2 separate regions of the Mus musculus genome follow, and region 2 is linked to region 1. Evidence: chromatin contacts called from public HiChIP or PLAC-seq data. All regions are on one chromosome and are shown on one strand. Each heading gives the region's core, a stretch centred on a gene start, on an enhancer-like site or on the middle of the called end of the contact. The rest is flanking DNA. Distances are from core to core; before and after follow the strand shown. Region 1 has its middle 48 kb from the start of Bace2. Region 2 holds the start of Prdm15 (PR domain containing 15).

The links. HiChIP or PLAC-seq counts read pairs in DNA pulled down with a chosen protein or histone mark.
Region 2: an H3K27ac HiChIP or PLAC-seq map of the HPC-7 cell line shows a contact between it and region 1, with 7 times the contacts expected there. The contact joins the promoter of Prdm15 here to the enhancer-like site in region 1. A contact is called at or near these places in 2 of 39 promoter capture datasets (the 3T3-L1 cell line and hippocampal neurons), 5 of 115 datasets of contacts at active chromatin or transcription factors (the HPC-7 cell line, craniofacial prominence, embryonic forebrain and 2 more) and 1 of 9 other capture datasets (embryonic stem cells).

What each region holds. Positions count from the first base shown.
Region 1 is chr16:97,306,258-97,311,538 of GRCm38.p6, forward strand. No RefSeq gene overlaps it. Among named protein-coding and RNA genes, the nearest start is that of Bace2, 48 kb to the right of the region's middle. Within about 2 kb of position 3,839, at least 59 of the 459 cell types and tissues checked have an H3K27ac peak or open chromatin away from gene starts, as enhancers often do. A contact at or near this core is called in the HPC-7 cell line, where this site is marked.
Region 2 is chr16:97,849,660-97,854,722 of GRCm38.p6, forward strand. Prdm15 (PR domain containing 15) reads right to left here and starts at 1,568. Exons shown (of 24, transcript NM_144789.2): 1 at 1,392-1,568. The coding sequence starts at 1,460.

The sequences.
Region 1 (5,281 bases), core at 2,589-5,088:
GGGAGGGGTGGCTGGGCTGAAGGTGGGAGGAGCAAGAAGCCAAGCGCTCTCATCTTCACCCACAACGTAAAGCAGAGAAAGAAAAAGGTGCACACTACGGAACTCTCCAAGCCAGTGACACACTTCCTCCAACCAGGATGCACTTCCCTATAACCTTCCCCAAAAGTGTTGGACCACTCAAATGCCTGAGCTTGTGAGGACATTTCTCATTCAGAGTACTATAGAGCTTATCCTCTGGTTATCGAGGGAGATGGAGGACAGTCGGCACCACATGAGACTGTCTAAATCAATCAATCAATCAATCAATCAATGAGATAAAGTGTTAGCCTCTACTGTAAACAACCCCATGAACATCTAGGTGTGGGTAGAATCTCTGACATCAGTGGGGAGGTAGATAGATAGACTGAGGGAGGAGGCAGAGAGAAGAGGAGGAGGAAGGGAAAGGAAACACTCAATGATAAAGTGAGGGCAGCAATATGGAGAAAGGAGGGCTCACAGACGGGAAAGCTGGAACTGAAACAGAGGGTCAGGCAGGGAACTTGTAACTTTGGCTCTGAAAGAACCTAGTGGGGAAACCCCCACTCAATTCGCGATTCGGTGTGCACCCAAGAATCACGAACAGAACAGAACGCCTTGATGTAAAAACATGAGGTAGTTTTTTTTTGTTTTTTGTTTTTAATGGCAGAGCTCCAGGTCGAAACGTATCTCATGCAGAAGACAGTGGATTCAACCACGAGGCTTGGAAGCTAAGGGTTTTTATAGAAAAGGGGCTGGGACCATTCTCTGGAATTCCCAGTAAGTGGCCACAAGATAACACAAGATAAGATGTTGTAGGGGCTTGTAAGGAAAAAAACCATATGGCCACCATTTTTTTTCCCATGTAGTTTTGTTCTTTTCAAGAACTACAATTCCCAGCATTCCAAGAAGTTACCTGGTCTTTGAGCAGGTGGGGCTTATAGGTTAACTGTAGGTTATTACATTCCCTAGTTGAATTGTATCCTGGGAAAATTCCTTGACCCTGTGATGGGTACTTGTTTATATTGGGATCTAACAACCATCAGCTTAATGGTACCCAGATAGAAATTACCATCAAGTTGAGACATCAGTGATGTAAGAGCCAATAGTAATTTGTAGAAGCAGAGGGGCCAAAGGCCCTGTGATGGCTGACATCAGAGTTACTATCTAGATGGAGTCTGAAAAGAGTCAGGGTATCAGCCATTTATTTCAGTTCAGGTCTCTCTCCTTTTTGTAATACTTCTCTGAATATAGCAGATTATAAACCCAAATGATTTGTTTAGAAACAATACTTTTTTTTTAAAGCCACATAATATCTCTTGGTTCTGCAAAAAGCAGGCCAAGTGCTTTACAATCCTCACTATTTCACTTAATAAATCTACCTTTTGATAAATGCAGGCCTCTTTCATTCCTGGCATGCTAACTGGCATTATGGATAGCCATTTTGTCCCCTATGCCAGGGAGTTTCCAGATGACTTAGCCTTTCGGCCTGTTAGGGAACAAAGGATGACGTGTTTTCTTCTGTAACTGCTTCCAGATGGAACTAAGATACTCTTGTCGGAGCCCAGGAAGGCTGAAAGGCTGGTCAAAGTCTGAGCAATGGGGAACTCATCAGCAGCATCCAGTTAGCTGGCCCAGCTGGAGAGATAGGAAGCATTGGCCAGACTGGTTCGCATCAGCTTTCAGCAAAGTCCAGAGCTCTGTAGTTTGCAGTCCATAGGTGATCACCTGGGTGGAGTCTGTCAGCCACATGGAAATCTGCTGGGACAAATATAGAGTAGGTAAAGACGTTAAAATTTAGGGATTTACATTTGGAACTTCCAAGTCCATGGTCCTAGTAATTGGGGAAGGAGAAGAATCTAAGACCGGAGCAGAGATCCCACTTTCAGAAATAGACAGGAATGAAACAGAAACATAGGCTGCTTCTGGAGTCATTTGATCTGTGACAGGCAGATCCAAGTCATATGACTTCTTTGATTCCTGAAGCTTACATGAATTTATAGTTTACGAAAAGAAATAAAACTTCTAAATATATTAGCATTAATCTGTATTGAAATCCACATTATAAAATAGCTAGAATAGACTTATGCCTTTGAGTCCTAGCAAAAACTGTAGCTTTAAGTTAAAATGCATGAACATTTTTTTCTTCTGTTCAGAGAGCCAGATATATAGATTGGGCAGAGATGTTTTAGCCCAGTGAAAAGTACCTTTAAGTCAATACTTAGAAGACAACCAAAGGAAATTTAAAATCTTGAGCTTGTGACTGAATAGGAAGTAGTCAGTGTTCTACCAGTTTATCAGAACTCTATTGGTCAATGTTAAAACTCTGAATTTTTGAAATCTTAGTGTAACAATAGCATAGAAGGGTAAAAGAAATCTGAAACATTTTCCATTTTCACATGCCTTGAACCATGTTTTATGCCTTTTAGAATTTGTATCTATACATCTTAAATCATTTTCTGAGACCCTCAGAACTTTTTTAAGCTTTTACATCTGCAGACCCTCTATACCTTAGAACATCTTTTTAGACACTCAGAACTTGCATGGATTTTAAACCTTATTTTTTTTTAAATCTAACCATTTTTCAGAGTCACAAGTAGTTATTACTGAGAACAATTATTGCAAAGCATGTTCCCTTCGTGCAAAGTTACACCTGAAACCTTGCCTTATCTTGTTAGCAACGCAAGCCTGCCTGCCTTTTCTTGACAAGAGACCTAGTAGCTTTAGACAACTAACAAGGTGGTTGCAGCCTTGAGGGAAGGAATTGGTTGCCTGCTGCTGCCAAGCTGACAGGGCTACAGTTAGCCTAGTCATCAATGCCATCAGAGATCTGAGAAAGGTAAATTAGCAGGAAGTACAGTTCAAATGACGACTGTGATGGTTTGCATATGCTTGGCCCAGGGAGTGGTACTATTAGAAGGTGTGACCCTGTTGGAGTAGGTATGGTCTTTTTGGAGGAAGTGTGTCACTGTGAGTATGGGCTTTAAGACCTTCATCCTTGCTGCCTGGAAGCCAGGATCTGCTAGCTGCCTTCAGATGAAGATGTAGAACTCTCATTTCCTCCTGCACCATGCCTGCCTAGACACTGCCCTGCTCCCACCTTGACGATAATGGACTGAACCTCTGGACCTGTAAACCAGCCTTAATTAAATTTTGTCCTCTATAAGACTTTCCTTGGTTATGGTGTCTGTTCACAGCAGTAACACCCTAACTAAATCAATGGCCACATGGGAAAACACAGTGACTGCATGGTTTTGTTTTTAAAATGCTACTACAACACATGTCTTATGGTTTCTCCCTGGGAATTCCAGAGAGTGGTCCTGACCAAAATCCATCCTGGTCAGTATTTAGTTAAAACTTGCTTCCAGTTTGGCTCAAAATTGTAGAACTGTTTTGTTTGGTTTTCTCTCTTGAGACTCCCAGGATTAACACTAGGAGCTCTGTAGGCATGACCTTACAGTGGTCCTGGAGGAGGAAGTAAACACCTACCTGAATTCATCACACACACACACACACACACACACACACACACACACACACACACCCCAAAATGGTCACAAGGCTTTTCGCTAATTAAGGCAAAGTCTAGCACAAGCTACCCTTCACCCCATTCATGCTTCCTTTTGCAGCCAAAACCACAAGCTATGATGCCCTCCATATGAAAGAGGTGACTTATTGGCCCTGTATCCCCCAGGGAAGATTTTCTAGGAGCCTGGGGCCTCCATGCAATTGCCACATTCCCACACTTGAAAGGATAGCAAAGGCAGGGAGGTAAGTTCAAGGCACTCTGGTTTACATGAACAGGAAGGATGTGGGGGAGGGGGCAGGGGGTGACCTTTCCCTCTACACTCTTTCTCTAGTCAGAGAAGCTCTGAGGTAAGTACTGAGTGCCCCCTACCACATGCACACACACTCACACATACACACAGAGAGACACATAAACACACACATATACACGTACACTTACACACACACAGATGAGGGTCCTGAGAGCGGGTCATCTAAGAAGCCTGCCTGGTCAGAGAGAATTGGGCCTAACATTCAAAAGACCCCAGCAATTGGATATCTTTAACCTTCCTTGTGAATCTATCTCAGTGGGTCTTTAAATTCTACTCTCAGCCTTACTCCCCAGAGCTGAGCTAGACATGCCATAGAGCCTGGAGTCCTTTGGGGCCAAAGTGACCTGTGAACAGGACCTGATTGTTATCCTTTTATGGCTACAACAATACAGTGATCAAAAACGACTTGGGGAAGAAAGGGTTTATTGCATCTTACAGCCTTTATTCTATCAAAGGAAGCCAGGGCAGGAAGTCAAACAGGAACCTGGAGGGAGGAGGTGAAAATGAGGTCAGGGATGAGGGGCACTTACTGGCTTGTTCTTCATGACTCACCCTCTCTGCCTGCTTTCTTATCTAGTCCAGAACCATCTGCCCAGGGTGACACTGCCCAGAGTCAGCCAGGGCCTCCCACACCAATCATTAATGGAGAATATGTCCCATACCCTTGCCTACAGACAAAACTTATGGAGGCATTTTTGAGGTTTCCCTTTCTAAATAACCGTAGTTGTTTATGTAAAATTGAAAAGAAATAAACAAAACAAGATAACAAAAAAACAAACAGCTAACCTTCAGGCTGGGAAATAAACATGTGAGATGCCCCCCTCCCCTGTTGTTCTTCTTCCTAAGGTGTTGGGAGCCACTGACCCTGTTTGAATGTTAACTGCGTTGTCAGCCATAAGTGCTTACTTATAAAGTTTTGGCCTTAGTGGAAAAGTATTAGCTTAGTTGAGATTTTTGTGGGGAAAGTTGAGGCCTCCGTGGGAAAATACTACCCTCAGTTAAGAACAAATAGCTATAGATCTTATGCACAGGTACCTAGCAACCCATTCTGTTCTGTTCCTCCTGCTGAACTTTTTACCTAGCCAATATCCTGCTTTTGGGAACAGGTGAGTTCTCCCAGAAACAAAGAGCGATTCTGCGTCATCTCCCTCCCCATACCCTGCTTCTGTGGGCATAAAACCTGCCTGGGAAAAATAAAAATTTGACAGCTTGATCAATCAGACTTGCTGTCCGTCCTTGTGTTCCTCACCCCTCATTCTCTCCGCAGGCGGTTCCTCAGACCCTGTCCAACTGTCCCGCAGGCAGAGGCACTAAGGAAGCTCACATACAAATTGTAACCTCAGCACATGACCTTCCCAGGTTGATTTTATTCCAAGAACATTAAATTATATGTCCTGACAACTTTTAGGCTGAAGTTAGTGTCACAT
Region 2 (5,063 bases), core at 318-2,817, 540 kb after region 1:
CTGTTCAAAGCTCTCCACCCTGATTCACTGGCCTTTCCCAGCCTGGGATCCCAACTATGTTCCCACCCAGCCCTCTGTGCACTAGCCCACTCTGCTTTCCACTAGATTTCCACTAGAGGCTAGATTTCCTCACAGCACCTGTCTCCTACTAAACTACCCTTCCTAGATAGATGGCTCAGGTCAGTGCAGAGTGTGCCAACAACCCCTGCACACCCAGCAACCTTCTTCCTTCATGTCCTTGTCACTCTTGTGTAACCACCGTTACTTATAGTCTACACTGCCTCTTGCACCTCTTCTTTTGTCCCTTGGGTGTATGAAAGGTGTCCACAAACGTTTACCACAGAAATGGCCTGGTAGAACAATCTGGGAAAGTTATCCTGAACAGGTGTCAGACATATGTTACAAATGAGAATCTGAGTCTGGCCAGCCTTTATGCCACTGTTGGTGACCAGTTTTATGCTCTATTATACCTGAAAAATGCAGCAATGTCTTCCCTACCTTCTGCACAGATAACCTTTCAGGAAAAAAATGACAGGACACCCCATGGCAACAGTGGTCCTTCTCAAAGGTAATCTCTCTAAGACAGCCTTGTAATTGTAGCTGGCTTTGTATGGTCCAGGCTTCCATGAACATAGACTTCTGGCTCAGTCTCCAGAGTACTGGGATTATAAGCATTTGCCATCAACCTAGCTGTGGTTGGTGTTTTAATCTACCCATTTGTCTTCTGGAAAAACAAACTACCTTGTCTGTTCCCCAAAGAGAACTAGTATATTCTTTGCTGACATTTGTGGAAAAGCATGAATCAAAGACGGAAAAACAAACCTCATCAGGAGAAAACTTAGTGCTTTTTCCCTTTAATAATCCGATCTAAAGGTTTTATTTCAGAGTAAAGCAGTAATTTCAGGGCAAGTCTGAGGAGGAAGCTGCAGTAGGTAAGACATGGAAAGCCGGTAGGTTTGAAGCAAAATATGGTTGGGGTGGGGTGTATAGGCGATCAAGTCTCAGCAACTACTCTGCACTTTCCAGGGAGTACTGTCTCTGCCACCCCTGAGGTTTCCCAAAGTCGGAGAATTCAGGTTTTACTTTTAAAATTGCCTTCAGGACCTCAAGCGGTGGCCTGCACAAGCACCTCCATGGGAGGATTCTGACGGGCTCTAGCATATGTTTTTTTAAAAGAAGCGTTGGCAGCTTTAAATTCAGGCACAGGTCCACGTGTCTCCAGCTCACATTCTAGCTTCTACCATTTTAAACCACCTCGGAGGAGGGGTACGCTTATGAGCATGTGTGAAGAGGCCCTCCACCATTCCATGAAGTGTTGGGGGGGGGGGGAATAAGCGCGCCCTCGCCCACCACTGCCTCTCTCGTCCTACCTCTGCCCTCTCAAAACTCACCTCAGGAGCACGCAGGCTCCACCTGGCCCCCACCTGTCCACCCTTTTCCCAGATAGTAGGTGGGCACATGTCTCCAGCCTGTCTTGCCACTGTGGTCCCTGGGCCACCAAAAGGTAGAGACGAGTGAGGCGCCAGGGCCTGGGAGCCACGGCACAGCCTCGGACTTTCTTAAACGCCAAAGGGGCTGGAGACGAAGGCCCCTCCCTGGGCTGTGCCCGAAAACCGGGTAAGGCGGCCGGGTAGCCGGGAAGGGACTGTAGAGACTTGAGCCCGCAGCCACGCAGGGCCTGGCGGTGGCCGCTGGGCCTGGGCGCACTAGGGGCGCAGCGCCTGAGCCCGCGCCGGGGCGGGGGGCGCCGAGCCCGCGAGTGGGCGGTCGGGCGCCGGTTGGCGTGGGCCGAGCGCGCGGAGGGCAGTTGGCAGGGGCCGGGCGCTCGGAACCCAGGCTGGGCACTTAGGGCAGAGGCCAAGCCCGCGGCAGCGGAACCCGGCGGGCGCAGGGCGATCCCGGAGCGGCTCCGGATTCCAGCCGGGTTTTGACTCCGATCGCCCACGGCGCCCGCGGCCCCGACTGTAACAAAGAACAGGCGGCGCGGCGGCCGGACCGGGGCGGGCGTGGGGGGCGCGGCTGGAGGCCGAGCCCGGGCCAGGCGCGGGCCGCGGGCCGCAGCAAGGGGCGCGCGGTGGGGCAGCGGCGAGCATGGGCCCGGGGCTTTACCTGCCTGTGGAATGTGCAGAGCGGGGTCGGATCCGGACTCCGGGTTGCGATCCGCTCCGGAAACTGCGCAGCACCGGAAGCCGGGGGGGCGGTGGCGCGGCATCGTGGGAGTTGTAGTGCGCAGCGCAGGCCGACGGGCGGGCCCAGGGCTCCGGGTGTTTGCACCTGGAGCTGGGAACTTCGGGCTGTGTTAACAGGGAGTCAGGGATAAAGAACTGCGTGTTGTGGGAACTGGCTGGGGCTTTGTAGCCAGAGAGCCCAGGAAACGGCTGCGTGATTGAGGAACCCATGGGCAGAGATGCGTGGTTGCAGATATGGAGGATGGTTGCCTTCCTGAATGGGGAGCGGGTAACTGTCAATGTGGATGGGGAACAGGAGAGAGACTATATGGAGGCCTGGTGAAGCGGGCTGTGAGGATTCAGGGTAAGGGACTGAGTGAACAAAAAAGCTGGGGAGAGAGGCTGTGTGATCCATGAGAGGTGGCCAGATGGTATGTGAACCGAGGAGTTAAGGTTAGAGCTGTGTGTGTGTGAATGAGGCAGGCAGTGTAGTGAACTGAGCAGACAAGGACATCTTTGCCCTTCAAGACACCTTTAAGCCCGGGCGGTGGTGGCACACGCCTTTAACACCAGCACTTGGGAGGCAGAGGCAGGTGGATTTCTGAGTTCGAGGCCAGTCTGGTCTACAAAGTGAGTTCCAGGACAGCCAGTGCTATACAGAGAAACCCTGTCCTCGGGGGAGGGGGGGGGGACGACACACCTTTAAAACAGGTACACACCCCATCATCCCCTATACCACTTTCATTGGTATTGCTCATTCTTTAAAACAGGTACACACACATCATCCCCTATACCACTTTCATTGGTATTGCTCATTCTAAGTGCTCAGAAGGCCACTTCTTTCATCTTCTACATATGAAACAGGACTAAGTATAAATAAAATCAGGCTGTTTACAAGAAAAACCAGTGTAAATCTGAGACCAAGGAAGACATGTAGGCTGAATGGATTATCATCTACTAAGCTTCGCGCTTTGCCTTGGAACAGGATATGAAAGCAGACTTACTTGAAAGACTTTCCCTTGAAAAGGGAGCTCTCAATGTCAGGGCTCCCTGCTCCTACAGGACCCCCATAGGAACTGGTGACCTCAAGGTTGTTTTCACCATATTTAGCTGCTTAGGCACTCAGCCCATGGTAGTGGTGACCCAAGAAACCAGCTACTTTTTTTGGTTTGGTTTTGGTTTTGTTTGGTTTTTCAAGACAGGGTTTCTCTGTGTAGCTCTGGCTGTCCTGGAACTCACTCTGTAGACCGGAAATCTGCCTGCCTCTGCCACCTCTGGAATTAAAGGTGTGCGCCACCACCACCCGGCCTGAGCTGGCGAGAGACTTTGGTGGAATCCACATGATACTGGTTTTGCATATATGCAAAATACAAAAGTTATGGGGTTATTCAGATTTCAGAGGAAGATCTTGGAGGCCAAACAATATGTTACAAGGTCAAAATAATTGTGGGGAGCCACGGAAAGGACGATTGATGTTTGAAGCTGGCAGAGCAAAAACTGAAAAATTAGGGAAAGAGATGGGAAGTTAGAGATACCAGGAGTGTGGGATACCTGTTAAATACCTGCATTCCAGCAAAGCTAAGCCCAGATCTTGTAAGTCTTATTTGCTGGCTACTTCATGAGAAAGCAGGGCCTGTCTGCTCAGTCTAATAGTATAGGGGTGGTACAGAGAATGGGTGTGTGCATTCTAGAATGACCAGTGGTGGTTGATAAGGACCAACCCTGGCAGGGAAGTCGGGTTGTTCAGAATTCCTCAGGAGGTTCCAGCAGAGATCAGCCTGGTAAATTGTTATCAGTTTAGCCCTCTAGTCCCCCTCTTGGGATGGCAGCACAAAGCAGAACTTGGTGGTCTACAAAGGAGGCAACAGTCTCCCCAGCTCCTCCAACCCTAACACTCTCCAATTCCAGACACAGGCATTGCCTTGCCCTGTGTAATGTGTGGGGCTGAGGAACTGGGAGTGAGAGTACTGCCATTTCTCCAGTAGTGAGGTCTCCTCTCCTGTTGGGGTCTGAATGAAAAAGGCCTCCCACAGGCTCAAGTATTTGAACACTTGATCCCCAGTTGATACTGCTGTTTGGGGGGATGTTATTGAACCTTTAAGACTGTGGTTCTCAACCTTCCCAACACTGCAATTCGGTTCCTCATGGTTTATCCCCCAATCATAAACTCACTTTTGTTGCTACTTCATAATTGTAATTTTTGCTACTATCATGTAGCAAATTCTCTGTGTAAATTTGCTAACATAATGTAAACATCTGTTTCCCAATGGTTTTAGGTGACACCTGTGAAAGGGTCTCTTAACCCTGAAAGGGATCGCAGGCCAAGAACCACCACTCTTAGGGGTACAGCCTTCCTAAAGGAAGGGGTTATAGTCTTGCCTCACTTCCCGTTTAGATTTGTACATGAATGACAGTGTAACCAGCCAGCTCCCCACCCTTGCCCACTGCTTTCTCTGATGACTGCCGTGCCTTCCCTGCCATAATGGACTCTAATCCTTCTGGAACTATGAGCCAAAAATAAACCCTTTCTTCCGTAAATTTCCTCTTGTCAGGGTATTTTACCACAGCAACGTATAGATGCCACAGTAGATGACACCTTTGACGCAGAGAATGGATGGGCTCAACTCGGGTGACTCATCCTGATGGGCAGATGACAGTGGCTGGCCACCCCATATGCAATCAATCCCATAGGCAAGCAGGCTGAATAGGGCTGAAGAGTGAGCAAGTCTGAGATGATCTCCCTGGTGGTTCCTCAATGCAGCATCTCTCCAAATGCAATGTGTTTGTGTATATAGCAGGGTTACATGAAGGAGACCACAGAAACTGAAGACCACCAAGGGGATGAGATGCTTGCAGCAGGCAGCAAAGCTGCCCCAATCCTACCTCAAAAACCAC